Regions from separate parts of the Mus musculus genome. Here region 1 is linked to region 2. A link is a contact called in public Hi-C data. All regions are on one chromosome and are shown on one strand. Each heading gives the region's core, a stretch centred on a gene start, on an enhancer-like site or on the middle of the called end of the contact. The rest is flanking DNA. Distances are from core to core; before and after follow the strand shown.

Region 1 (5,446 bases), core at 1,751-4,250, 630 kb after region 2:
TTGAGATGACAATATTGCACAGTACTTCTCATCCTCTGGCTCCTACATTCTTCTATTTTCCTCTTCAGCAATATTCTCTGAAGCTTGGAGACTGCAGCTATAGATACCCCATTTAGGGTGAAGTGTTCAATACTCACTTATTCCCTGCATTTGAACTAGTTGTGAGTCTCTTTGTTAACTATTAACCATTGGGGGGGAAAAAAAAAGTTCCTGTCCAGGTTGAAATTAGCACTAATCCTGGAATATAAACAAATATTTAGAAGATATTTGGACAACATGAACATGTAGCAAAACAACAGTAGTAGATGTTCTGCCCCCACCTTCATCTACTCCAGCCTAGCAAAATGGTAAACACTAAGACCTTCAGGATAGGTCTTAAGGCTGTGGGAAAGAACTCTGAAAACATGAGTTTAACAATGTATAATTTCTCAACTATGCAAAATATAAGAATGCAGTATGAATTATATGAGAGGCTTCACAGACCTAAAGAAACAAAGCTCAGTGCTCTATGAACCAGCTTGTCAGAAAGATATTAAGGAAGGAAATTAAGAGATTTCAGGAATGGTGACTGCAGGGCAAAATCCCACTCAGCTAAATTTGTGCTTACAAAGGCAGGCAGGTTCCTGAGTTCAAGGTCAGCCTGGGACAGAGTAAATTTAGATCTGGGTATAGTTGGAATGATAATCTCAGGGCAAAATTCTGCTCAGCTAGCTTATTGCCTGTGCTTACAAAGTCAAGAAATTCATGTGTTTAAAAAAAAGTGTACTTGTTGTCTTTTTGTAAGAATCAAGGGGCTAAAGTCATAAAATACTGACTCATGGGATAATCAAAAGTGACCCTATGTAAATGATTAAATTATGGAAATAAAAGACTAGACTTTGGTTTGCAAAAGAGAGCTACCCAGAGAGAACTGCTTGGAGAGCAAACACAGCTATTTTAGAATTTTTCTAGCAAGATTACTGACTTTGATCAGAAAACTCAAGAATTTTTTTCTAGCAGCTCTTCTGACTTTGGTCAGAAAAGCCATGAGCTATATCCAGAGAACTTATAGAATTTTCCTAGCAAGAGAGAGCTGTCTCAAGCAAACTACAGAGCCAAGTGCTATCCACAGAGAGCTTTCTGGGTTGCCATCTCAAGCAGACTACAAGGCCATCAGCTCATACTCACAATTGACTTTGAGAGTCATTTTCCAATGCTCCTACACACCCCTTCTTCAGAATCCCCAACAAATCTGAGGCTGGAACTTGGTACCATAACAATCATTACATTATTTCACCAGAAGTACACCTTGCCTGGAAGATTGGCATTATAGCATCTTCTAACATTGTGAAAGTTAGTGACCAATGAGGAGATCCAAGTCAGTTCCAGTTGGATTTCTCTATACTCTATAATAAATATATATGGTGTCTTCAACAATAGGACTTTGCCATCCAGTGATGCTAAAAATCAATAACAATGGCAATAACCTGCCCTGTTTGGAAAGCCTCTGGCTTCCATGACTAACAATTCAAGGCAGGTCTCCTATACCTAGTACTGAGATTTTTATTTGATAAACTATATCTTCTGGGAGGAGAAGCATTGTATATCCATGCAGAGTACCTCTAGAGAAAAGTTTCTAAAGTTGGTTTTGCCTTGCTTAGAAAGGAGGTCAAAGGTGAAGCCTAGGAGAAACATTCAGCAATGTTGCACAAAGACATGAGAATAAATGATTTTAGCATCCTGAAATGAAGAGCATAGTGATCTCACCATAGCTACCCACCTACCCAGAGAACTTCCAGGCTTTCACTGTCTCTTTTCTGAATCACCCACATTACAGAATATCAGTCATTGTGTAATTAGATAACAGATTGTGAGGTGCCCAAACAGAAACAAACTTTACAGGAGGAGAGAGAAAATCAAGGTGATGACTATGGAGAACAAAATGAGAAGGAGAGGTGGAGTTCCTGCTGCATGAACACCTATCCTGCTATAGAGCCCATTTCTTCCATAAATAATACAACTCTGTAACTCCATAGGTCAGAAAGAAACAGTGTTCTGTGTCTTCCCATCTAGCACCACAAACCCCCACAAGATTAATTTGTTTCTAGGGACCCTTAAATCTCTATCAAAATTCTGGAAACCTCTACTTTAGAAAATCTTATATTTATTATTCAGGCTACTTTCCAGAGTGATAAGCTACTGAGTCTCCTAAGTGTCATCTATGGTACACAGGGATAAGATCAGGAATAAACCTGGGATGACAGGAATAGAAAGCTTAAGAACCATCTTTTCTTGCTGATACATGGTATCATGAGCTTTAGCCTCTAAATTCCAATTTAAAACTTCCTCAGTTTCTTGTGAGACTGGTATTGAACATTGAATTGCATTGTGTGAGAAGAGTGGCAAGTTGAATTCATGTTTACTTTTTTCTCACTCCTCTAAGTCAGGAGGCTTAACTAGGACCCTACCCATTCCATATGAGACATGATCCAAGGACACAAAAACAGTGAACCTTCAAAAGGCTTGAAGTGGTATTCTTGGGTTCCTGTCAGATAGAGCATTGTTGTTGCCTGCTAGCACATCCATGATTAGTTAGAAACTGCTCAGAAGCCAGCATTAAACTCAAAGAAAAAAAATGCACCACAGTTGCCATCAGTATATGGAAAATTGTTCCCTATCACCAACCCAAGATGTTTAAGCAAAGACAAAAACGTAAGAAACCCATAGTCTCAAGACAAACAACCTTTCAGCTCTGCCCTAGCCTGGTTACCATCACTCTGTGTCCTCAGCAGCTGACTCCCTGCACCCACTGTCCCTGCTGCTCTGTCTTAGATTTTCCAGAAAGAAACATGTGAGGTGAGCCGCAGGAGGATTTGGCTTGTGTAGCACGTGCTTTGAATGCACAATCATTCCATGTAAAAGCAGAAGGGCCAGAAAAAATAAAGTCTGCCATCTGTCTTGCTGAAACAGTCATCTAAGAAGCTCGTTAGGGAACCTCTGTGCAGCTATGAATCAGCCTGGATGATCTGAGCCATTACCAGTGAGAGTGATGTGCCAGAATCAAAAACCAACTCTCAAGTGAGGACAATACAGCCAAATAAATTACAGGACAGTCTAACATGCCGGGGACATGATAGTGCTGTCAGTTCATCCAAATGGTGTTGAATATCCCAGGAGCTATTAAGAGTCTGTATCATCTACTTAGTCTCAGTTGACTTGCCTCTGGTTGGAACTATGTGTTGGTTGTTTGCCCAGGCACAAATTTGTTTTAACCAAAATTACTCTTAATCAGCTTGGCTGAGTAATAAGACAGCCGGAATCTACAGCCAGCATGCTGGCTTCTACAACAATTTATAACTTAGAGGAGAACAGAACATTTTTTGTTGTTGTTCTGCAATGAATTAATCCATCTCCTACATTCCAGGATGTTCTTATTCAATGTTGTGAGGCTAGACTGGAAGCTTGAAAGAATCAGAGCTTGAGGCAAGCATTTTGAAGTTCTTCTATAAGACCTCAGCAACTTCTATGTGACTGTCTTGAGAGTCTCGGGATCTGGGAAGATGACTTGCTTTGGAAGTCTATCAAAAGTAAGCATAATTAGATTCTGATTATTCAAATGTGTTGATATAACTTTTTCTTCACAATAGTAATTATGAGTCATATATGTGTGTGTGTGTGTGTGTGTGTGTGTGTGTGTGTGTGTGTATGTATATATATGAATTGATGGCATACAGCTTATCATATTTTCCCAAATTCAGACAACCATGTCATCTCCAGAAGTCCCTGACAGATACATCTCATGTAGACAGGAATACTGAAGCAGACATGGTGAGGAAGAAGAAACACTATCATTCATGAAAGTAGAGTGTGCATGGCATAAAAACAGAATTTTGCAGAATCCTGCATGGTTGCATGTGGCTATAACCCAGTTTTCAGGAGGCAGATGCAAAGTATGGGAGCATGTGGATATAACTCAGTACTCAGGAGACATATACAAAGTATTTGACTGTGGTCACTCCACTTTCCCCTAACTCCCCCTAGATCACTTCCACCTCTTCCTAACTTCATGCCTCCTTTTTAAATAACCCCTCCAATGAAATCTGTGCTACCCATAGATTCATAGGTGTGACCCTAAACTCACATGAACTATGAGCATCAACTGTGGAGCTTAACAGAAAGTTCTCAGAAAAGGAAACACAAATGGCTACTAAACATTTTTTAAACAATTTTTATTAGATATTTTCCTCATTTACAATTCAAATGCTATCCCAAAATTCCCTTATACCCTCCCCCATACTGCTCTTCAACCCACACACTCCCACTTCCTAGCCCTGGTATTCCCCTGTATTGAGGCATATGATCGTTGTAAGACCAAGGGCCTCTCCTCCCATTGATGGCCAATTAGGCCATCTTCTGGTACATATGCAGCTAGAGACATGAGCTCACAGGGTACTGGTTAGTTCATATTGCTGTTCATCCTACAGGGTTACAGACCCCTTCAGCTCCTTGGGTACTTTCTCTAGCTCCTTCATTGGGGGCCCTGTGTTCCATCCAATAGATGACTCTGAGCCTCCACTTCTGTATTTGCCAGGCACTGGCATAGCCTAACTAGAGTCAGCTATATCAGGGTCCTGTTGGCAAAATCTTGCTGGCATATGCAATTGTGTCTGCGTTTGGTGGTTGATTATGGTATGGATCCCCGGATGGGTCAGTCTCTGCATGGTCCTTCCTTCTGTCTCATCTCCAAACTTTGTCTCTGTAACTCCTTACATGGGTATTTTGTTCCTCATTCTAAGGAAATAAACAAAATTAGAAAGAAAGGGGGACATAACAACAGACACCATGGAAATCCAGAGAATCATAAGGGCATACTTTAAAACCAGTACTTCAACTACCAGACCCAGGCTTTATGGATAGCATTTCAAATGTAAATGAATAAGATATCTAATATAAATAAATAAATAAATAAATAAATAAATAAATAGCAGTACTTTCCCAAACTGGAAAATGTAAAATAAATGGATAATTTTCCCAAATATAAATCTTATCAAAGTTAAATCAAGATCACACAAACAATTTAAACAGACCTATCAACCCTCAGTGAAATAGAAACAGTTATTACAAAGGTTTCATGCAAAAAATAAAATAAAATAAAATAAAATAAAATAAAATAAGCAAAGCCCAGGGCCAGATGGTTTTAACACAGAATTCTACCAGATTTTCAAACAAGAGTTAATGTCAATACATCTCAAATTATTCCAGAAAATAGAAACAGAAGGAGCACTGCCTAGTTCATTTCCAAACTATGTAAAGACCCAACAAAGAGAATAACAAACTAATTTCCCATATAAACATAAATGCATAATTTCTCAATAAAATACTTACAAACCAAATCCAAAAACATATCAAAAAGATCATCCATCATAACCAAGTAGGCTTCATCCCAGAGATGCAAGAATGGTGCAAC
Region 2 (5,883 bases), core at 2,181-4,680:
TGTAAGGAACAGGTGCCCAGGGGCTACACAAGAGAATGAAGAGCTTTGTCCAAGAAGTTAATAGAAACAGAGAGAGGAGGGAAAAAAAACAGCCTTATACATAATGGATCTGTGGGGCCTATTTTGGTTGAATGAGGCTTGCTCTGGTGACACAGTAGAAAACTCTACAAGGGGCAGAAAAGCGAGCCATGTTCCCAGAGCCAGGTGCCTGTCACCACAGGGCCCCCAAGTCCATAATTCTGTGACCATCAGTCATGCAGACAATGTCCCAAGCTTCTGGCATTCTGTCTAGACTCCACCCCCCACAGTTACCTGACTATATAGCCAGGTATGCTCCTCCCCACAGTTACCTGACATCATCAAGATAGCCCAGCCCACTATAAAAGGGGCTGCTTGGCCCCTCCTCACTCTCTTTAAGCTTTCACTTTCCTAATCTCATCTCTAGCCCTCTTTCTCTCTCTCTCTCTCCCTTTCCCCTTCTTTCCACGTGGCTATGGTTGCCCCTCTCTCTTTCTACAATAAAGCTCTAAAAACCACAGACTGTCTCTGTTTATCAAGGCCCACCATACATTCTTAAACGCGTTCTCACGACCGGCCAGGAAGAACACAACAAACCAGAATCTTCTGCGGCAAAACTTTATTGCTTACATCTTCAGGAGCAGGAGCGCAAGCCCCAAGCCCCAAAAACGAAAGGCCCCCCGCTTACATCTTTAGGAGCCAGAGCGCCAGAGCGTCAGAGCGCCAGAGCGCAGAGCAAGAGAGAGAATGGCGGAAACCCCGTCCCCTTTAAGGAGAATTATCCTTCGCCTAGGACGCATCACTCCCTGATTGGCTGCAGCCCATGGCCGAGTTGACGTCACGGGAAAGGCAGAGTACATGTAGTGGAAAAATACCCTTGGCACATGCGCAGATTATTTGTTTACCACTTAGAACACAGGATGTCAGCGCCATCTTGTGACGGCGAATGTGGGGGCGGCTCCCAACAATACATGAATGATGGGATAGACTTTCCCTTAATGAGCCATGTCTAACTTTCCTCCGGAAGGCCTTCCTGCACTCCAGCCACCGCAGACCAGGGACTCTTGCCCACGTGAGAACCACCTAGCGCCCCACCCCCACCCCCTCCTCCTGCCCTTTCCTCCCTTCGGCCCTGGGGCTGGCTTTCAGATTTTCCGTGGTATCCAGTGTGAGATGCCAGAGACTGAGAACCTGTTATTAGGACTGCACCTTGTCCTTCCCTACCCCCACCCCCACCCCCAGCAAGCTCAGATTCCGTGGCTTCACACAGCCAGACACCACCCGGGACCTCGTGGAAAGCATGCAGCAGTCCTTCCATGTCTGCCTGCCCAGAGTACCGAAACTCTGGTAGGAAACGGATTTTCTCCCACTCCCTCTTTCCCCCACTCCCAATGCCCCACATGCATCCATGAGTGGGATCCATTAACAAGGATTAACATATCATGCAGGCACTTTCTTACCTTAGTCATATGTGATAGTCAAATGTATAATCAAAAGTTAAAGTAGGCAAGGAGTGGGCAGAGAAAAGTGTTAGTCAATGTGGGCTTAAAACAGAAGGCAAAGCTGTTTTTCCCCTCTTGCCTCTAGCTATTTATTATGAAATATCAAACTACTCCAAATGTTTGCGCTCAAAGTGACCATTTAAAAATTTTGCAGTATCCTGAGTACCATTTGGGGGTTAAATAATAGAGTTCTGTTTAATGTGTTGATGTTTTTGCTGGTCATAGTTGAGCTGTGATCTATTAGCAACTGCTGCAAGAAGGTGGTCAGAACTGGATCTTGGTGGGTGTGGGCTTGTTATAGGGATCCAGAGATGAACAGGAAGCTGGGATCACCTCTTTGTCTCTTGACAGGTATCTCAGGGCTTAGCATCCTGCCTCTCCTGATGATCTTTCTGTACAGTTTGTGGACTTCTTATGTCTGAGCTCAGGGCTCCTAAAATGTAGCCTAAGGACTTCTCGACCTTTTCGTCTTAATTTCACATCTGATACAGCTCATCTCTGATTCAACAGTTTGTAGATTCAGCTTACAGGGTGAGCTGTATTTAATGCAGAGAGTGAGGATTCAAAGATCAGAACCCCAGAAGATGTGGCTCATAATGGAAGCCTTTCATTTTAGACTAATTACTATGTTGTTAAGAGGTTATTGATAATGTTTCTACCTAGGGGTAGCAACCATAGGAATAAATGTGAGAGACTGTTGTCAGCCGTTGCTTCTCTAGTGCATAGTCAGACAATGCTCAGATACTAATCCTATTATCTTCCACAGATACTAATCCTATTATCTTCCAGGTGTCTTCTGTACACTAAGTGTGTTTCTAAGACCACTGCCATAAAAGGGGAACAATGACTTAGGGAAGTTTGGGTCTGAGAGAAAATTTATGCAAGTTAATTTAGTGAGGATAGCTGGGAAAGACAAGGCTGAGCATTCAGTATGGATTAAAATTCAGTATGGATTAAAAAAAAATAACATTAAGGTGTCTTCTTGTGGACTTGGCTTTGGCTCTTGAGACTAGATAGCTTCAAGTTTTCTTGGTTTATCTAAAGAGAGAAACAAGCGTTCTAGATTCCCTAGAGAAGTGTGACCTTCCATATCTGGCAAGTTTTGCTGCCAGGTTTAAACGCCCTTCTCTTGCCCAGTAAACGATGGTGAAGGAACCTGTGAGGAAAAGCAAAAACAAAATGTCATTTGAGTGGTTTGTTAATAATTTACTCATGCAAACCAAGTAAATAACATTGTTGCTGCTCTAGAAATGCGGGGCATTTCTGGACATAATAGATGTAGCAGGATATAACCAAGTAAGCATGCAGGGTGCACTTATGCCAGCTGCCAATTATCCTTCATCACTAGTCATTCATTCATACAGTGAAACATCACCAATCAAATGCTAAGGTTCACGCATCTTTATAAACAATTCCCAGTTGTACCACTTTTTTAAATTTAGTATTTAGGATGCTACATTACCATCCAAAAATTTAGCCCTCTTAAGCATTTCTTGCATTTTCAAATTAGATTTCAATAGCCATGTTTGTCTAAGCTCATTTGCTTTGTGAAACGATTATTGTCCTAAGAAAAATTAAGAAGCTAAAGCTTTGTAGCTGATCTTCGGGTCCTATGTCCAATAGTATACATAAAGCCACGGAGGGGACTTGTCCCTTGGTTCTGCCTGACTCCCACATCAGCCCATGGTGACACCATTTATAAGCAATCTGTTATTATTGCTTTAGCTGATAAATTAACTGCCATAAATAACATTTTCTGGTTTCTCAGAGACATTAAAGAAGGATTGATTGTGTAGGGTGCCTCTGTCGATAATAAATGGGCTTCCTTTTTTCCTTCAGGAAACGGAACTAGGTTATTATCAGTCAAGAATCAAGAATGTGGAACCCAGGTTGCATGATGATTTTTCTGCTTCTAAGAGAGTAGGCCTGCCTATGTATTTCAGACTGCTATGTATCTGGAATTCTGTTGTAGGTTGGAGGGTTTATTTTTTGTCTTTTTTTTTTTTTAATGAGGGTATAAAAATAGAGAAGTGTTTTCAGAAGATGAAGCCACAGTTCCCCAGGGTCAAGGCAGGACTGTATACTCCAGAGAGGAAAGAAGTTCAAGTATAAATATAGAACACACCAGGGAAATTTTTTGCCTTCATTTCAAATTTATGTAATTAAATTATAATTCTTCTTAACAGACATACATGATGTAATTTGTTATGTAAAAGATGTGACTAATAAATGATTTGTGTGAAACAGTCACAGAGAAGAGAATGGTTTGGGCCTTATGTATTCAGCTCGGATGTGAATGAAATGTCTTTCTTTAGAGTAAGGACTGATACCTTTTGCACATTACACCCACAGTACATCTGTTTAGAATGAATGGAAGCTGCTGTTCTATTTTCAAAGTAAATGGATATGGTTTTAAAGATCCATCTTTACTTCAAAGTCTAGGAGAGATATAGAACAGAGCAGACTAGAACTGAAACACTATTTATGATAGAATTCAACTGAAATCTTGATGGAAAATGTTTGTTTGCCATATAAATTAAACAGTAATTTTTAGAAAATATTAACAACTGAGCAGATTACTACATAACTTTAATCACAGAATGTGTGGAGATGAGGCAGGAGGATTGCTGCGAGCCTGATGTCAGCCTACAGACCAATGCCAGATCAGTCAGAGGGAGACAGAAAGCGTTTCAGAAAAACCTTTAAAGTATCCTTAAACTATATCCTTTGTTAAATTGGTATCGTGTGTGTGTGTGTGTGTGTGTGTGTGTTCCTGAACTGATTTCCCAACTTAGCTTTCCAGATAGTCTCTCACTAATTCTGAAACATACCGGTTGCTTAGACTGCCTTGCCATCAAACCCCAGAATCTCCCTTATTCCCTCTGCTGTCCCCCTAACCCAGAAAGCCCTGGGGTCACAAAGGCATTCCATGTCCCATACCTAGTTCTCAAATAGGATGTTGGGGCTCCATACTCAGTCTTTATGCTAACACAGAGAGCACTTTCAGTAGTTACTCTCCAGCTCAAATTGGTGTGACTTTTGAAAATACTTAATGGTTAGCAGATGTTCACTGGGAAAAGAAAATGCATTTGGTAGTATTGCAAGTAAAAAGATCAAAAGCCAGTACCTGCTGAGCAGGGTCAACAGTTGTTCTTCAAATAGAAATAGCTTGGTACCAGATCAAGCTCACCATTGAAAACATGACTCATCCATCTGGCCACTCATTGTTTACTAAGGTCTTTGATTTGGTAACTCTTATTTTCTATGCTAAGCTCAGAGAATTTTACCTGAGGGTCTAGCTCCAGCTTGATAGATGTCCTGGGGATTAGTGGGGGTCTTCTCATGATGTGGAAGCTTGGAGGGGTGCTACTTCCATTCAGGCCTACTAGAATGGGATGGGAAGTTTTCCCCGAAGGAGTAGATTACAGGTTATCTTTGAAAACTTTGAAGGCGACTTCTGACCTGTTCTCCCTTCCTTCCCAAGCATACACGTGCCATCTTCTCAAAGAGAAAGTATTGCAGACTCACTGTCAATGGATAGCAGTGGGACACTTTCTCTTTACAATGCCAGAACAAGACATTTCTAGACACCAAAGAGGAAAGTAGAGAGTCTTCAAGTCTCACTTGATAGAACAACTGTGTTCATCAGGGATCTTGGAGCTGAATGTGGAGACAAGGCCTTTAGTCCCAGCATTCAGGAGGCAGAGCCTGACAGATCTCCTTGAGTTTAAAGACAACCAAGTCAAAATTCAGGTTCCAGGCCAGCCAAATGTACATGAAGTTCTGCCTCAAAAAAAAAAAAAAAAAAAGGGGGGACCTAGTATATAGTAGCAGCCAGGGCAGAGACTATAGCATCACTGTGACCAACACTTTTCATGGAAGAGTGGTTTTTATTGTTGTTTTGTTTTATTTTGTTTTGTTTTGTGTTCTCTCATAAGAGCCCTAGCCAATGTATGGGACCTTGTTCAACTATTGCAACATGAGAGCCATTAGCATGTAGTGGGTGAAAGTCAGGGATATTGGATAAGCCCTACTATAAATAGGACAAAGAATGGTCTTCAGTGCTTAATTTGAAAAGCCATGTTGCAACCCCAAATGCTTTACAACTAGGTTACCGAGAAAGCTTGCCAGCTGCCTACATCAAGGCATTTGTGAGGAACCCACTGAGATACAGTTTTGGAAAGAGATACTTGTGATCCATAACTGTTTGTGAGTTGAATTGGAAAGACAAGGTGTAAATAGATATATGGTGGTCAGAGAAAGTGAGTTCCAACATGTAAATATTCTACCTCTAAGCATGTAAATATTCTACCCTGTCCCTGTGTGCAATAACTTTTCAGGCTGACTGCATCCCCAACTGGTC

What was found. A called contact is a pair of places that touch in the nucleus more often than the background predicts.
Region 1: a contact with region 2 is called in a Hi-C map of cortical neurons, with 2.9 times the contacts expected there. The contact joins two enhancer-like sites. A contact is called at or near these places in 1 of 484 Hi-C or Micro-C datasets (cortical neurons) and 1 of 115 datasets of contacts at active chromatin or transcription factors (large pre-B cells).

The regions. Positions count from the first base shown.
Region 1 is chr14:18,059,356-18,064,801 of GRCm38.p6, forward strand. No RefSeq gene overlaps it. Among named protein-coding and RNA genes, the nearest start is that of Nr1d2, 180 kb to the right of the region's middle. Within about 2 kb of position 3,001, at least 22 of the 459 cell types and tissues checked have an H3K27ac peak or open chromatin away from gene starts, as enhancers often do. A contact at or near this core is called in cortical neurons, where this site is marked.
Region 2 is chr14:17,429,706-17,435,588 of GRCm38.p6, forward strand. No RefSeq gene overlaps it. Among named protein-coding and RNA genes, the nearest start is that of Gm32121, 25 kb to the left of the region's middle. Within about 2 kb of position 3,431, at least 16 of the 459 cell types and tissues checked have an H3K27ac peak or open chromatin away from gene starts, as enhancers often do. A contact at or near this core is called in cortical neurons, where this site is marked.